Linked DNA regions of Rattus norvegicus: region 1 is linked to region 2. Evidence: chromatin contacts called from public Hi-C data. All regions are on one chromosome and are shown on one strand. Each heading gives the region's core, a stretch centred on a gene start, on an enhancer-like site or on the middle of the called end of the contact. The rest is flanking DNA. Distances are from core to core; before and after follow the strand shown. Region 1 has its middle 550 kb from the start of Klf4. Region 2 holds the start of Klf4 (KLF transcription factor 4).

Region 1 (5,411 bases), core at 2,552-5,051, 550 kb before region 2:
CTCTAAGTGTCTGTCACTTCTCCTAATTCTGTTGCTATATCAGCTGCTTAGACTGTGACCCTTTCCCTACATTTTATAAGGACCTGTGTGGTTACATTTTGCCCACTCTGATAATATATGATGATTTCCCCAGCTGCGTGGTATTGATCTATAATTTTACCATAGCTGCTAAGTTCTGACTATCACACAATGCTGTGTACTCATTCATAGGTCAGAGAACTTGGATGTCCTGGGGGGAGAGGCAGTATTTGACCACCATAACTATAGTTACCCAACTTTATATTCAATTTTTTATTTCAATATGCTAATCGTGGTATGTAAGTATTTGACTGTAAAATCTATATGGGTTTGTTAGCATCTCCTTATGGTCAATACCAAGATATACTACTGGCAGGAATATTTTTGAAGATTTTCCAGTCATTTTTCCAAATTCCCTTCCAGAAAGAATTCACAAATTGTTTGACTCCATGAACTATGTGGAATCCACCTAATGAGGCAGGTTTCTAGGAAACTAAAGAGCTACCACATTTTTTTATGAGGCAAACACTTAATTTCAGAACTGGAGCTCACTTCTTTGGGTCACTTCCAGGGTTTTCGCATACATACACACATGCATGTATGCCTACAAGATATATGGCATTGTGAAAATCACTACGATGACTCTCATTATTTGTGCTTTATGTATACCAATAACCAATCCTACTGTGAACATTAGCAGTTGGTTAAAATGGGCTGATGCATTTTTATCTTAATATTGAGCTCAGTTGCTGTTAATGAGTTTTTATGAATTATGCAAGTGATGCAAATGCGTTTCACATATATGAGCTATCATACCCTGTCCGGGGCAGAAACTCGGAGGCAGGAATAAAAAAATCAGAGGCCATAGATGGTGCTTCTATAGGCTTGATTCCCATCGCTTGCTCACACTGCTTCCTTATAGCAGTCCAGACCACATCTGCAGCCTAGGGGTGATACTACCCATAATGGGCTGGGCCCTCCCCTATCAATCATCAAGCAAGAAAATATACCCCACAGGCTTGCCCACAGGCCAAGCCTATGGGTGATACTTTCTCAGTTGAGATTCCTTCTTCCCATATGACTCTACCTTGTGTCAAATTGAACAGAAAACTAGCCCACATGTTGTATTTTTAAAATAATCTAGGTTTTGTGATTAATGAGCCATTATCTTTCATTTCCCACTTATTTTATATTTAGAAGTTACGCTCTATTTTCAAGGTAATTGAGACATTGACTGCAATGTGAGTCTTTCAATAATAATTATGTTTGGTGTCACATGAATCTATAAAGTATATGGAATTTGAATTTGTCAATACCTGAGATGAAGATCAAAAAAATTTTTATCTCTGATAATTTTTAGAATTGTTTGCCAAGATCATTTGATCAGTTTTGAACCTTTTCCACTTTGAGCTTAAAAAATACTAGTTTTTAATTGTGTGTGTGTGTATGTATGTATGTATGTATGTATGTATGTATGTATGCAAAAGTGTGGGTTTGTGCACAGACGTGCAGTGCCCATGACCATCAGAAGTGGCACTGGGTTCCCCAGGGCTGGAGTTATAGGTGTTTGTGAGCCACTGATGTGGGCTCTGGGAACTAAACTCAGATCCTCTGTAGAACACCAAGCACTCTGAACCGCCAAGATGCCTCTCCAGACTCCACAGTGAATTTTCTATTTTCAGTATTATTGTGAAGTTCTATGGTGTTTATGGCTAACTTTAGAAGTTCTGTTTGGTTCTACTAGTGTAAGCACCCAGTTTTCTAACAATGTCATCAGTGATCACAATGTGAAATGGAATTTTTTTGGCAAATTCCTCCACATTCCCATTGTTTTAAACATTGGCTTGGCTATTTGCCCACTCCATTATTCTCAGGAGAAACAATTTCCATAATGTAAAAAAGTAGTTCTATTTTGTTACCTTTATACTTACATGTTATTTTAGGAAGATCAGCATCCTTGTCTGGTCATCTCAACCAGGAACTTAAAATTTCTCTGGATTTTCTGAACTTCTCCTTGAATCCCCTACAGTTCAGTGTCATTTAAGTAGCTACACGCTGTGAGTTATGGGAAGTGAACCCCAGTCCTCAGAAAAAGCAGTAGTTGGGTCATTTCTTCAGCCAGATTCCTAATAGTGCTGACAACTGTTACTCTTTACTTATCTAAGTAGTCATCAAAAAGTTTTCTATTGTTCCCTTAGTTTTTAATTTATTTTATTTTATGGTCCAAAGTTTCAGAGAAACAAACAGTAACATTACCTGTCCTTTTCCTTAGGTTGAAATCCTTCTGATAACTCATCATGGTGTTTTATTTTTCATTTTGAGGGACAAATACATGTTTTTATTACTCTCTTTAAATCTCATTAAAATTATTAGAAAAAAATACACATCAATAACCCAGAACCATGTCAAATACAGAGGTGAACGCTAGCAGCAAACCACTGAACTGAGAACAGGACCCCCATTGGAGGAATTAGAGAAAAGATTGAAAGAGCTGAAGGAGCTTGCAACCCCATAAAAACAACAATGCCAATCAACCAGAGCTCCCAGGGACTAAACCACTACCGAAAAACTATACATGGACGGACCCTGGGCTCCAACTGCATATGTAGCAGAAGATGGCCTTGTTGGGCACCCATGGAAGGAGAAGCCCTTGGTTCTGCCAAGGTTGGACCCCCAGTGCAGGGGAATGTCAGGGGGTGGTGGTGGTGGTGAGGGGGGTTGGATAGGGGGAACACCCTTATGGCGGAGGGGGAGGGATTAGGGGGAATAGGAGGATTATGGACAGGAAACTGAGAAAGGGAATAACATTTGATATGTAAATTAAAAATATGTTCAATTAAAAATAAATGAATAGATAAATAACCCAGAACTAAAACTGATGGTGTGTGTGTGTGTGTGTGTGTGTGTGTGTGTGTGTGTGTGTGTGTGTGCGCTATCTGAGTGGATTTTAGTACAATAAACATGCCCTGATTCCTGAGTGAGGAGCATGCAGACCGAGTGGTGTGTTCCTGGTGGAATATCCTATGTGTTTATTTTTCTTCAGCTCGTGAGTGACAATTTCCCAATTTGGTGATTTATTAAGATATGAGGAAAGAGTCCACGAAGCACGACTGTGACTGTGGGGATATTTGGCATGCACCGTACCAGGTTCCTTCTACAGGGTGAATGTTAATGTCATCCTTCACGACGATCTCTACAGCCTTCACTTTCTGCTTCTCTTTTATCACAAACGACTTCATTGTCAAATCGTGAAGAAAAGTTGTAAATATGAACAGAATGTGTAGTTAATAGTGAATGTGTAACCTGCCCCCCTTCACAAAAAGAAAAAAACAAAACAAAAAACCCTCCATATCTTGAGCATAGCTACTCTCACGTTGGTTCACTTGGATGTCTAAAGTTTGGATATCGGCAAATGTTTGAGTGACTTCCTAAAACTATCCCCATGATTTTTTTATTTGTGAATTAATTAGAATAAAGAGACTTTTTAAAAATAAAAAAATCAAATTAATGCAAATGAGATTATTAGCTTCTAGCTGGAAAGGATTCTGACTCTTAATTACAGCCATAAAATCCCCAAAGCTTGGACTCTTCTGGGAGGGCCTTGCCAGGGCAGCGGTGGGGGAAGCATTGCTGTTGAGGGCAGGAAGGAGCAGGGCAGGGAAGCCACGGGAAGCCTGAGCCACATCTTCTGGCCCCTCCCCCGAGCAACGCTGAGTGTTGTTGCAGTACTGTACTGTTCGACTGCGCAATCATAGTTAACATTCTTCTTCCAAGCACATTGAAAACGTTTGGCTTGCATTCTCCTCGAGCTGTTTTATAAGGGCAATAACCAAGGCCAGGGTGTGCTCTTGTCAGCAGGCAAAGCACGCAGTGCAGGCTGCCAAGAGTTTCCTGCTCCGGGGCCACCCATCCTTGGCTACAGGATGCAGGCCTGGAGCTTAGAGGAGCTTGCGTGGAGCCTGTGCTGGGACTTTCTGTTCTCGGAGCTCATGCTTTAGATTCCATCCTTCCGTCCTGCAGCTCTGATCAGTGGAGTCTGCTGTGTTTGTGCTTGTTTGGGAGTAGCTCTGAACACATGTCAAAGCAGCCGTCCAAGGCTTAGCTGGGAAAATGGTCTTTGAAGACTAGCAAGCTGCTTTTTCCTCCTGCTAATTCAAGCTCAGAGTTCCCACGAGTCAGCTGCCGGGGAAGTGGGCATTCCCTTCATCTACTCCCTGTGAACTAATTTCTGGAATGGGCTGACAGTGCACATGCCAAATGGAAGGTTCTAATACTGTTGCCCCACCCCTTTTGAAGTCCACCTTGGCAATGGGCAGATGGCTTTTGTGTGTTATTTATTGCCAGGGTCTGTGAAGGGGAGAGTCCCCAGGAGATCGCTGAAGCTGTTTTTGCAGGATTTCCTTTGATTGGAAGCTGTTGGCTGTGCTTTCTGCAGCTGGCTCTGTCACAAAGCAGAGGGCTCAACTCATCCCCCGTGAGACAACTGCCATGCCAGCACCAAGGAGGTGCTGGCTGTGAAATGCCTTGGACAAGAAGATGAGGTGCTGTTGCTGTTGCCTTCAGAGTAAGGAGGCAGCTTGGCCTTGGGAGCGGAAAGAGCTTTGGCGAGCATCTGAGAGGTTTACATTGGAATGTCAATTCTTCTGTTAACTCAAAGCATGGCCTTGACCTAAAGTGTTTTCATTTATAAAATAGCAATTGGTAACTAAAAGATTCATCCTGAAACTCATGGCAGAGAACCAATAGCATACAACACGCACTCTTTCTCTCCTTTCTTCTGAATTCCAAAGCTAGCCTGAACATTCTAAAGCACGGGGGATGACATCTATAAAATCTCTCTGTGTCTTCTCCATTTATTCAACACTCATGTCCTTGGCATCCAACAGACTGAAAAATTAGACAAATAAATAAACACACTCGAGCATTTAACAATTTAGAAAGTATATTAGCTGCCAAGGATAAAGAAAGAAATGCATGTTGAAGACGTGGTCCAATCTCTTGTCTGTCTGAAAAACAAAGACATTAAAGATGTCGAATGGCTAATCAATGTGAGAGATGTTGTAGCAGTGGGTACAAGAAGAAAAGGACATAAGCAGAATGGGTTTTACTGTAATGTATGGACTAACAAAAAGCCTTCTAAAAGAGGAGATGGTTACCAGAAGAAATGTGTTAGACTATGGAGAGCAGCATAAGACAGTTCCAAAATTTAGAGACAAGATTCTTGGTGGCGCTTGAATTTTAGGTGTTCCTCTGAAGATCCATATGCTAAGGTTTGGTGACCAGACAGAGGTGTTATTGTGGTGATCTTTAGGAAGTGGGACCTTAGTAAGGAAGTAAGGCCATTGAGAGTTTCCTAAGGGCATTATTGATACCCTCTTCTCTCTTTTTTTTTC
Region 2 (5,784 bases), core at 1,958-4,457:
ATGGCACACACAGTTACCCCCTCAGCTGGACATGCATCCCTCTAGCACTGGCTATTGCCATGACGTCATCTGCCAACTACTGCAGTTTGTGCTGGAAAAAAAATATTTTAAGACTCCAAGGACATCAATAATTAACTTCCATACCACAAAACTTGTAATATGAGTTTGCTGAAATAAAGTCACCAGTGTTTAATTCTTCTTTAAAGGGTGTCTTCTATTATTATTATTTTAGAGTGCAATTTAGTCATCAAAGGTTTACACAGCCTCATGTTTATAAATTATACGGGGCAGGGATTTAGCTCTTCTGGCCCTACCTGTTCTGAGAGGGAGGGTCATAACCCTGTTGTCACACCCGGCACCTGTCTTGAAAGGGATGAGCTGTGAGCTGGAACTTCATAGCTCTCTTAGAAATCTGGGATGTATATACAGATTTCCTCTTATGATGCAATCGCAAGAATAACCCGAGAGCTGCTTGCTGGCTTCTGTCCTCCAGAAGGGTGTTGGGAAACTTCATCCTTTTCAGTTGAGTTTCAAAGTCTTGCCTTGATTATATGACATAGTAAGAATCACTATGAATTGGCTTTCCAATTCATCTGTGAAATCTTGGTTGTTTTTTTTTTTTCATTGTGGTGGTTACTGGTTAAATGGTCAGAGTGGGGCTACTGTTCTAGGTAAATAAAAACGAGCTGAAAGAGTCTAAGGCACTGGCTGACTTTGACTACCGAAGTTGTAAATTCCAAGCCCTGACTTGTGTGTTTACATCCTAAGGGTGGTGGCTGTCAAGCTTGGGCTCATCCAAGTTCATCAAGGGTTTGAGACCTTGGCCTTAAAGTGGCTCACTTTCCAAGTAATGCTCAATCCTAGCATTCCAAGTCGGGATTTTTTTTTTTCTTTCTTGCCACCGCAATGGGGGGTCGGAACAGGTGTTCTTTTAGTTGTTCCTTTGTTTGAATGAGTAATAATTTTAGAGTTAAACTGTCCTAGTTCCAAGGAAATGGGGTTGAACCCCCTCGAGGTCACGAGGAGGAGCAGCTCCACTTCCAGGTGAAGTCGTGCTCTCCCCCACCCCTTATTCCGAAAGCCTGCCTAGTCCTCTGCCAAACCCAAGGTTAAAGATGAAAAAAGGCGCCCAGCTCTAGACCTGCCTTTGACAGACTGGCTAGCCCCATTTCATTGGGACGAAATGCATTCCAAGAACGCTTCTGTGGTCGGCGAGAAGTGGAAAATTCAGGATGACAAATATTCCGAAGAAAACTAATATAGGTCTCAGGATTCCGGGACTCAAACAGGTGAAACGACAGAGGACGTGGCACCGACGCCAGGAGAGGAACGAGTGCACACGTACACGCTGCCTGGGCTGGAGCATCAACCAGTCCCCCACCCTCAGCCAGGGGGTTCAATCGTGAGGGCGGCGGAGCCCAACTTTGCTCCCCAATCCAAAGTAAACATCTAGTCTTAAAAAAAGTAAACCTAGTTTAGCGAGTTATACTGAACACCACACTCACGGTTTTTGTTTTAAGTACTTTGTAGAGATGAGGGCGAAAACTTTTCCCGGCTGGAAAATTACTGACCTCATACTAAGAGGGTAGTGGGGAACAGGGAAAGGAGACTGCAATAATGACTGCCTTTTCCCCTCCCGGTGGGCAAAGGCCTGAGAACTAGGGTCCCACTGCAGCGCTCATCTTCCCAGCACAGGATCGCCTCCCAGTGAAGTCCCTTTGAGTGGGTTGGCTAGCTCAGAACCCAAGTTGGGGGGAGCGAGTAGTCCTATGACCTTTACCTCGCCGCTTCACCTCTTTATGACTCACTTCTCATCTTCAAACTGGAGAGTGCGAGTGCGTGGCTCGTAAAGAGCTTTGAGATCCCCGGTGAAAGGTATCTCTGCACCTCGGTTTCTCTCCGCGCTCCCACCACCACCACCCCCATGTAAATCTGGGACGTTTTCACTCCCTTCCTTGTTCCTTTCATTATCAAAACGATGACTACGTGCCCAATCCCGGCCGTTTTCCACCACAGCAGGCGCGGAATCCATTCTCCCAGCTTCTGAGATTCTTACCCGTCCCCATCACCCGCCTCCCCCAACCCTACAGGAGGCCCCACCGGCACCCGCGCCAGGCCAGGCCCTGCGCCGACACGGCCAGGCCTCTGCGTGCGTATGCGAGGGCGGGCTGGATGAGTCACGCGGATAATCGCGCTCCTGAGTGCGCAGACGACTGGACAAGCGCGTACGCGAGCAGGGGTAGGGGCAAGCCGCCTCTCCCCCCAGCCTCCTGTCCTCGCCAGGGTTCCCATGGCAGGACTTTCAAGCCCAGGGAACCGACCGTGGCCGCGCAGAGAACCCCGAACAGCGCGGCCACAGAAGCCACGCCGGTCTCCCAGCGCCGAAGCCGCCGTCGCCGCCACCGCCGCCGGCGTCAGCACGGCTCCAGCCCGCCAGCTGCCGGGCTGGCGTCACGGCCCGGCCCCGCCCCGCCCGTGCCCCTCCCTCGCCCCCGCCCCCACGTGCGCCGAGTTTGTTTATTTAGCTGCCATGGCAACGCGCGGGGGGGCTGCGGGAAGGCGGGGAGAAGAAAGGCAGGGGGCGGGGCCTGGCGGCGGAGCCCCGCGCGCCACAGGGAGGAGGCGGGGAGCGAACGAGCGAGAAGTTATAAGTAAGAAGCGCGCGGCGGCCGCCGGCAGTTCCCCGGCCGAAAGAGCGAGCGCGGCTCCGGGCGCGCGGGGAGCAGAGGCGGTGGCGGGCGGCGGCGGCACCCGGAGCCGCCGAGTGCCCCTCCCCGCCCCTCCAGCCCCCCACCCAGCCACCCGCCCGTGACCCGCGCCCATGGCCGCGCGCACCCGGCGCAGTCCCCAGGACTCCGCACCCCGCGCCACCGCCCAGCTCGCAGTTCCGCGCCACCGCGGCCATTCTCACCTGGCGGCGCCGCCCGCCCACCGCCCGGACCACAGCCCCCGCGCCGCCGACAGCCACAGTGGCCGCGACAACGGTGGGGGACACTGCTGAGTCCAAGAGCGTGCAGCCTGGCCATCGGACCTACTTATCTGCCTTGCTGATTGTCTATTTTTATAAGAGTTTACAACTTTTCTAAGAATTTTTGTATACAAAGGAACTTTTTAAAAGACATCTCCGGTTTATATTGAATCCAAAGAAGAAGGATCTCGGGCAATTTGGGGGTTTTGGTTTGGGGGTTTTGTTTCTAAAGTTTTTAATCTTCGTTGACTTCGGGGTTTGGGTACCCCTCTCTCTTCTTCGGACTCCGGAGGACCTTCTGGGCCCCCACATTAATGAGGTAGGTGAGATGCTGGGCTTGGGGAACAGAAATGGGTGAGGACTGGTGGGAAACTTCGGAGCAGTGGCCAGGGTGTCCCCTGACTCCTGGTCTCTGTGCGCCCCGCCCGGCCCGCAGGCAGCCACCTGGCGAGTCTGACATGGCTGTCAGCGACGCTCTGCTCCCGTCCTTCTCCACGTTCGCGTCCGGCCCGGCGGGAAGGGAGAAGACACTGCGTCCAGCAGGTGCCCCGACTAACGTGAGTGTCGCGCTAGCGCCCTTTAGATTTCTGCAGATGGGGTGGGGTGGATGGGCGGAATCTGGGGTTCACCAAGAGCCCCTCGATAGGACAAGGATTGCCCTCCATTGGGACTCTCCAGCCTTCCCAAGGTGGCTCCTCGGCCCTTGAGTCGGCCTTAAGTGCGTGTGGTCCCAGCACTGCGGTACCGCCAGGGGCGCACAGCGGTTTCTCACAGGTCTGCGGGCGTCCGGACTGTGGGGTGGGCGCACTCAGGCCACTGTATTGTAGGTAGCCAAGTCTCGAGACCCTTTGGACCGGAGTGATCTTAGCGCGTAGGCGACGGGGTGGCTATGGTGCATGGGGAGAAAGCCACAGTGTCCCAGTGTCCCAATTCCGTGGGCGGCTGGAGCGTCCCGCGGAGCTGGCGGGGAAGAGAACTGGGCTGGCGGTGCAACAGCACTAGCTTGCAGTAGAACGGACGCGCCACCTCTTACCTTGGTGTTAGCTGAGATTGCAGTGCTGGCCCCTGGAGTCCCCGAGGCTGCCTTCCTGTCCAGTCCAGTTCCTATGGCAGAGCTGTTGGTGTGCTTCACCCAGCAAGTCAATATTGGGGGTGGTAAAAGGGGGCTACAACTTAACAGTTTCTCTCTCCCTCCCTGTTCTTGCAGCGTTGGCGAGAGGAACTCTCTCACATGAAGCGACTTCCCCCACTTCCCGGCCGCCCCTACGACCTGGCGGCGACGGTGGCCACAGACCTGGAAAGTGGTGGAGCTGGTGCAGCTTGCAGCAGTAACAACCCGGCCCTACCCCGGAGGGAGACCGAGGAGTTCAACGATCTCCTGGACCTAGACTTTATCCTTTCCAACTCGCTATCCCACCAGGAATCGGTGGCCGCCACCGTGACCACCTCGGCGTCAGCTTCATCCTCGTCTTCCCCAGCTAGCAGCGGCCCTGCCAGCGCGCCCTCCACCTGCAGCTTCAGCTATCCGATCCGGGCCGGGGGTGACCCGGGCGTGGCTGCGGGCAACACAGGTGGAGGGCTCCTCTACAGCCGAGAATCTGCGCCACCTCCCACGGCCCCCTTCAACCTGGCGGACATCAATGACGTGAGCCCCTCGGGCGGCTTCGTGGCTGAGCTCCTGCGGCCGGAGTTGGACCCAGTATACATTCCGCCACAGCAGCCTCAGCCGCCAGGTGGCGGGCTGATGGGCAAGTTTGTGCTGAAGGCGTCTCTGAGCACCCCTGGCAGCGAGTACACCAGCCCTTCGGTCATCAGTGTTAGCAAAGGAAGCCCAGACGGCAGCCACCCTGTGGTAGTGGCGCCCTACAGCGGTGGCCCGCCGCGTATGTGCCCCAAGATTAAGCAAGAGGCCGTCCCGTCCTGCACGGTCAGCCGGTCCCTAGAGGCCCACTTGAGCGCTGGACCCCAGCTCAGCAACGGCCACAGGCCCAACACACACGACTTCCCCCTGGGGCGGCAGCTCCCCACCAGGACTACCCCTACACTGAGTCCCGAGGAACTGCTGAACAGCAGGGACTGTCACCCTGGCCTGCCTCTTCCCCCAGGATTCCATCCCCATCCGGGGCCCAGCTACCCTCCTTTCCTGCCAGACCAGATGCAGTCGCAAGTCCCCTCTCTCCATTATCAAGGTCAGTAGAGGAAGGGATTGGTAGCGCTGAGGCTGGGGGGAGCTTTGCTTCTGGGGGTTCTCGAGGCTGTGGAGAAGGAAGTTGACCTCACTTTCTTTACCCCTTAGAGCTCATGCCACCGGGATCCTGCCTGCCAGAGGAGCCCAAGCCAAAGAGGGGAAGAAGGTCTTGGCCCCGGAAAAGAACAGCCACCCACACTTGTGACTATGCAGGCTGTGGCAAAACCTATACGAAGAGTTCTCATCTCAAGGCACACCTGCGAACTCACACAGGTAAGGGGAGCAGCGCTGTGGAGGAGGGCTGTTGGTGCCTGTCTGCTCTGTAGGCTGCCTGTAGACTCCTTAGGGCTTTCTCGGGTGCTGTGCTGGGGTGTATCTCTTTTCCATCTCCTGGATCACAGAGGAGGGCAGCAAACAGGCGCCTATGGTTTTGCCCAGAAGCCTTTTGCTTGGTGGATGCTATCTGCTGCCTGAATGTGCAGTTTCTCACTGGGCCTTTAAAGGACGGGGAATTTCCTGGGTGTGCCTGTATCTCCTAGCCCGGTAATGAAGAAGTTAGACTTTGCAATGCAAAAATGCGGTATCTTTAAAAGAAAAGTTTTAAATTTTCTAGATTATTTTCATAATT

Evidence for each region. A called contact is a pair of places that touch in the nucleus more often than the background predicts.
Region 1: a contact with region 2 is called in a Hi-C map of the A7r5 cell line, with 3 times the contacts expected there. The contact joins the enhancer-like site here to the promoter of Klf4 in region 2. A contact is called at or near these places in 5 of 12 Hi-C or Micro-C datasets (the A7r5 cell line, kidney, liver and 2 more).

The regions. Positions count from the first base shown.
Region 1 is chr5:75,629,596-75,635,006 of GRCr8, reverse strand. No RefSeq gene overlaps it. Among named protein-coding and RNA genes, the nearest start is that of Klf4, 550 kb to the right of the region's middle. Within about 2 kb of position 3,801, at least 72 of the 93 cell types and tissues checked have an H3K27ac peak or open chromatin away from gene starts, as enhancers often do. A contact at or near this core is called in the A7r5 cell line, kidney and liver, where this site is marked.
Region 2 is chr5:75,076,015-75,081,798 of GRCr8, reverse strand. Klf4 (KLF transcription factor 4) reads left to right here and starts at 3,207. Exons shown (of 5, transcript NM_053713.1): 1 at 3,207-3,287; 2 at 3,405-3,525; 3 at 4,176-5,157; 4 at 5,265-5,429. The coding sequence starts at 3,283. All of the region lies in intron 1 of LOC120103069 (40S ribosomal protein S18-like), which reads left to right.